2 separate regions of the Gossypium hirsutum genome follow, and region 1 is linked to region 2. The links are chromatin contacts, called in public Hi-C maps. All regions are on one chromosome and are shown on one strand. Each heading gives the region's core, a stretch centred on a gene start, on an enhancer-like site or on the middle of the called end of the contact. The rest is flanking DNA. Distances are from core to core; before and after follow the strand shown.

Evidence for each region. A called contact is a pair of places that touch in the nucleus more often than the background predicts.
Region 1: a contact with region 2 is called in a Hi-C map of leaf, with 1.8 times the contacts expected there. The contact joins the promoter of LOC107903687 here to the promoter of LOC107903694 in region 2. A contact is called at or near these places in 2 of 34 Hi-C or Micro-C datasets (callus and leaf).

The regions. Positions count from the first base shown.
Region 1 is chrD05:48,307,486-48,310,320 of Gossypium_hirsutum_v2.1, forward strand. It overlaps LOC107903687 (protein COFACTOR ASSEMBLY OF COMPLEX C SUBUNIT B CCB4, chloroplastic), which reads right to left and starts at 1,261. Exons shown (of 8, transcript XM_016829827.2): 1 at 892-1,261; 2 at 635-801. The coding sequence starts at 999.
Region 2 is chrD05:47,813,240-47,816,142 of Gossypium_hirsutum_v2.1, forward strand. It overlaps LOC107903694 (metalloendoproteinase 2-MMP), which reads right to left and starts at 1,535. Exons shown (of 1, transcript XM_016829837.2): 1 at 1-1,535. The coding sequence starts at 1,133. The coding sequence ends at 30.

The DNA of each region.
Region 1 (2,835 bases), core at 11-2,510, 490 kb after region 2:
AAGATGGATATATTAGCAGCAAAACCTTGAAATCAAAGAAAAATAGTATCATTAAAAAGTACAATGGCTGTAAGAACATTATTCTATTAGGCACACATTTCTAAAAATCACTGAGTTCAGAATGAAGAAACAAAATTTAGCTAAACTATCTCAAACCCATCATTTGTCTTAAGTCAAAGATCAGTTGAACAATTAAATCATCTGAAAATGACAATTTCCGCTAAACCAACCAAAATATTAAATCAACATTATAGGTTCCTACCAAACAACCTATTAGTCTAAAATTAGTTCAACAATTAATTCATTGAAACTGATATACAATCCTCTAATCTAATTTTACCGGAAATGCTCAAAATGATTCATGAACAATCTTTCGATTAATCAAACATAAAAAGCGAATAATATAACCTCGAAATATCAATTTTTAGCTCAATTTAAATAACAATAAGAGTCCGATTGATGAATGCTTACAGATACCTGTTCAAGATTATTTAAAAATTATTTTACGAATTTTTTTTTCTTTGATACGTTATATTTTATGAATTCAAGAAAAAGTAATGCAACAATTTCTTTTATTTTCTCTATAATACAACCGGCTAGCATTTCCATCATCATCATACTAATAATAGAATACCTGCTGGCATCCGCAACCGGAGCAATCCCCGAGATGGCACGGTTAAAGAGAACGGCTAACAAAGAGGCCCCTCCGACGTAGATTGGCATACTCCGAACGGCGTCATCGTTCTTGGATACCCAATCAGCAATCCAATCTCGGCCAGGCTTTGGTCCTTTGTAGCTCCCCTTTTTTTTATTTAGAGAAAAATGGCGTTTAGCTCGTTGATAACATTTTGAAATGCAGCTCAAAGACATAAAGGGGGGATTTAAGATTACCCGCTGAATAGAAGAAGCACAAATATAGCGCGGGAAGTTAGGGAGACGAGGAGGCGAGCGCCAGGTGATCCATGGAATGCCGATCTGGAGGATCCTTCCCGCTTCCATTGAAATTAAATTCACAAAAAGATTTAAATAACTGTACAGATAAATCCTATCATCAATCCTACACACAATTATTGTATCTAATGGGTGTTTGTCATCCGTACGAGGAGGATAGTTTTTTTTTTCTTTTCAATCTTCTTTATCTATTTATTTTGAGAGGAAGGGAGCATTGGCTGTCCAAAATTTCAATCTTGGATTTGCCGTCAATTAGAACTCTATACGGGTCGGTTGATTAGTTGGATTAGATTGATTTGGCAATATTTTTGGAAATTACTTTTCAAAAGTTTAGTTAAAATTTAAATGTTTAGTATTACTGTTAAAAAATATTTTTGAAAAAAAAATATCTACTTTAAAGATATTATTATCAAGTAATAAAGATGCATTTAAATAATATTTAAATTAGTTAATATTATTATATTTTAATAAGAATATAAAAATATTATTATAGCTTGTTGTTAATATTTTAATATATGAAATATAAATTTTAAATATTTTTAAGCAATAAATATTAATTATTTATAAAATTTAATTAGAATATATAAACTATATTTCAAATATTTAAATATAACCATTAAATATTCGTAATTAGTGTTTTAAAAAATATTTTTTAATTAATGATTTTAATACATTTGTAATTAAGCACTAAAAAAAAAGAAAAATACTATATTATTGGAGGGTTGAAAAAGTAATTAAGCACCAAAAGTGCTTTTAGGAGAGGAAAAGTAAAAAATTTTAGTTTCTCTTTTTCAGAATTGCTTTTGAAAAGCACTTCTAGAAAGTCAAAAGCAGTTTGTTTAGCATAATTTTTCTTCCAAAAGTGCTTTTCGAGCTAGAAGTGTTTTTTTAAGCACTACTAAACAGACCCTTAGTCCCTTTTAGGTCGAATTTGAATAAATTGTTGTTTATTTTAAGGCATATTTTGTTAAAATGTTATATAAAATATAATTAAAGTATAAATATATATATACAACACAAATAAACTAAAAAATAATATAATTCAAATTAAAGTTGATAAGTTGTCTTAACGAGATTAAAACATGCAAATTGTAATCGCACATGATTAGACTTGAAGACTTACCTATATGTGCATGATAAATCTCAACAAATTAATTAATTTTAAAATATTTATATTTTATATTTAATTATAAAATAAGTAAATAAATATTAATATAATTTCTTTTATTCATTTTTAATTGTTAAATTGAAGAATTTTTTAGAATCAAATCACAATTCATGAATGCATTTATTCTCAACTTAAATTTGAACTTTGTTTTCAATGACTTAATTGATGGTTTGTAACATTTTCTTCAAAAAAATTAATGGTATTCTATTTAATAGAAATAATGTTTGTTTTTTTATTTAATATATTTATTATTTTATTAATTAAGTTATAGTTATAAAAAGTTTGTGCTGATTTTAATTTTTAGTTGATATCTTAAATATTGATCAACATATATTTTTAAAATTCTCCTTAATGCAAATACTACAAACAATCCACAATGTAATTCTCAGGAATTAATATTGACCTCATTCATCCTTTTTCTTTTCTTTTTTATTGATTATTTTTGGATGATTAGTTTTTAAAAATATAATATGCATAAATTGTTTTTGAGACACCTGGACGCTTAAAAAAGATAATAAGCTTTCATTTATAGTATGCTCTTGTAGCACAGTTTCTTTGTTTGCTCTTCTAGCATGTTTCTTTTGCTTTTCCTTCGTTTTGTTCTTTCTCTCAATAAAATTTAATGTGAGTGTTTGAGGTTGCTTTCACGTTCTTCAATATGAAAGATAGGTTGACAAATTTGAGCATTAATGACGGGGAAGAAGAGCCATGACAAA
Region 2 (2,903 bases), core at 285-2,784:
CATAATCAACAGAGCACGTAATAAAGAATCTACAAAAATAAAGACCCAAATCCAACGGCCAAGAATAGAGCAAGGCCCCACCGTGGACCCAGATAACGGGGAACGCCGCCGCTACTCTCTCTCTCCTGCGTATTCGAAGTGGTGGAACCGTTATAGTTAGGATTAGTGCCGTACAACAATTGAATCCCTTGGATATCATCGTCCGCCAGTTCCACTTTTCTCGTCCGCGAAGTGATCGATGGGTACATAATCGCATCCTCTACCGACGAATGCCCCAAACCCAACAGATGCCCGATCTCATGAACGGCCACCGACTCCAAGTCCACCGCCGTCGACACCGATGCCTTCGTCACATCACCAGAAACTACCCAGTTCTCATCCCCGTCCAAATGGAGCCTTCCGCTTGTGGGAGAAAAAGCGTGGGCCAACGTCCCTAAAACCCCATCGAATGGCTCGCCGTCTCCGTGGTCTCCAGTGTAAAACCCGATCGTTATGTCCGCCGAGGAGTAGGAATCCACTTGCGTGAACGTCAGCGGCGTAACGGTTGACCATTTCTGGAAGGCGCTCGTGAAGACGGCTTTTACTTCGTCGGTTAACCCATTCGCCGGCAAGAAACTGTACGTTAAGTCCTGCCGGTTCGAAGGCCAACGCGGTGTTCCCGGGAAGAAAGAGAAATGCGCCGTCGTGTGCAAGTGTCCGGTTGTGTGAAAAGACGACGATCTACCTGAGTTCATGGAACTCGTCCCGTTGATTACATCGGCGTTACCGCATCTGGGCCGTACGATCTGTTGAAGAGTCTGGTCATCCAGTTGACCAGTGACGTTAAGGTTGAAGTTCTGCTGGTATGTTTTCAATGCCTTTTCTAACTCATCGTCGAAGTCCTCGCTGAAATTAGAGGGCGAGTTGGGTATATAACCGAAATGGTTAAAGTACTGTTTAAGCTGCGACAAACCTTCCCGTTTTTCGCCTGGCCGGCAGCCGGCAAATTTGTTGAAGGCGTCCCATGTGGCCTTTGACGTGGCGTTGTTCTTAATCCATGACGGAATATCTGTGATATTGGGAAAGAATCTAGCTGAAACTGAACCAAAACATACCAAAACCCAAATCGCAATCACCAAAACTTGAAACTTCATCTTCTTTAATCTTTGAGCTTCCCTTGTTTTTGTTTGAAAAAGAAATGATAATGGGGATATATAATAGATAAAAGAGAGAAAAACCCAAAGGAGTTGAAAGCCGGTTGCTTTGAATGTATAAGTGGGAGTTTTTATATATTTATTTGAAAAGTCGTGGGGAAGAAGACAATGATGGGGGTTGAGAGTAAATAGAGAAAATGAGGAATGGTTAAATTTCTGGGAATGTTCTAAATGCTGATGTTTTTAGTGTTTGTTTAGTTTTGAATTCGCAACTCTGGGTGGGGGATTGGGGGCAAAAGAAAAGTCTTTCAGGGTTTCATTGTAGAATAGTATGTTAGGCAGGTTGGTGGAAACTCGACATCATTTTTGACGCGGTAATGAAGGGCAAGGAAGAAGCCATGAAGGCCGAATGCGCCACTAAAGTACATAGTATAAAACAAAATTACATGGGGGTGTTTTGGGTCTTTTTGATTGACCAAAATTCAACGTGAAGCTGGTTCGATGATAGTAGGGTTAATAGTATTTTAATTGAAAAAATTATATTCCTAAAAATAATGTATTTTAGTTAAGATATATAAATATTTAAAATTCACATAAAAAATTAATGAAAAAATATTATCTAAATTTCAAACGTTGACATTGATCTTTTAGAATTTTTTTATTACTAAAATATTTGTAATGTTTTTAAATTTAAAATAATTATTTCTACAGGGGTTACACCCTTAGAAATTTTATTTTTTAAAGTTATGATTGGTTCGTAAAATGTAATTATAACTTTAATAATAATAATAAATAAGTTAATTTTCATTTAGAATTGAAAAATATAATTATAAATTACACTCAAATTTATTTATTGAGTTTCTCTCTAAACACAACCGAAAATATTTATTCATGGATTAAGTCTTCGATGAGATTTATTAGAAATTTTACTCACACGATTCAAAGTACTAATTAATGACAAATCAAACTCAAGGTTGAGTAAGAAATTTAAAAAAATTTCAAGATTAACCCTTGAGCCCCTCAAGGTGCAATGCCACCAAACCTGAGTGGTGTTATCTTTAATTTGTAATATTTTGTCATTGGGATTCAATTTAAAGAAAAATTATTTGTTTGTATAGTATTTTTATTATTGTTTTATCATGTAAAATATAATATAAACTATTATAATATTTTATTTTTATATAAATTATAATTTTTTATAGATTTTTTTAAGGTGAGCAAAATTCGATTTGATTTGAAAAAATCGATTTTTTTTTGAATTTCGAGTTAATAGAATCGAGTTATACGATTTTTTGAGTCAACTCAGATAAGTAATTCGAGTTTCGAGTTCAAGTCAAGTTGAATTTTACAATTTTAATAAGTCGAATAATTCGAATAACAGATTAATGTATATACCCCTTTGGTCTCTATCAATTTTGAAAATGAGTAAATTAATCTCTCTCTCAACAAAAAATATAAAAAAATCAAAATAATTTTTAAAATTCAAATCATTTATAAAAATTCCAAAATTTATATTTTTTAAAAAAATTATAAAAGTTTAAAAAATTTCTAAAGAATATCAAAAGAAACTTAAAAATTTTCTAAAACAATAATTTTTGTGACTTAAATAAGTTAATTAATGATTCAAGTTTATAGTATCTTTCTTTTTTCTTATTTTTCTTTGAAATTTTTTTCAAATACATATGATTTCAAATTATATGCCTAAACATGAAATTAGTTATACTGTAACAAGATTTTAATTTGACATGTTTAATTTTTTAATTTAACTTG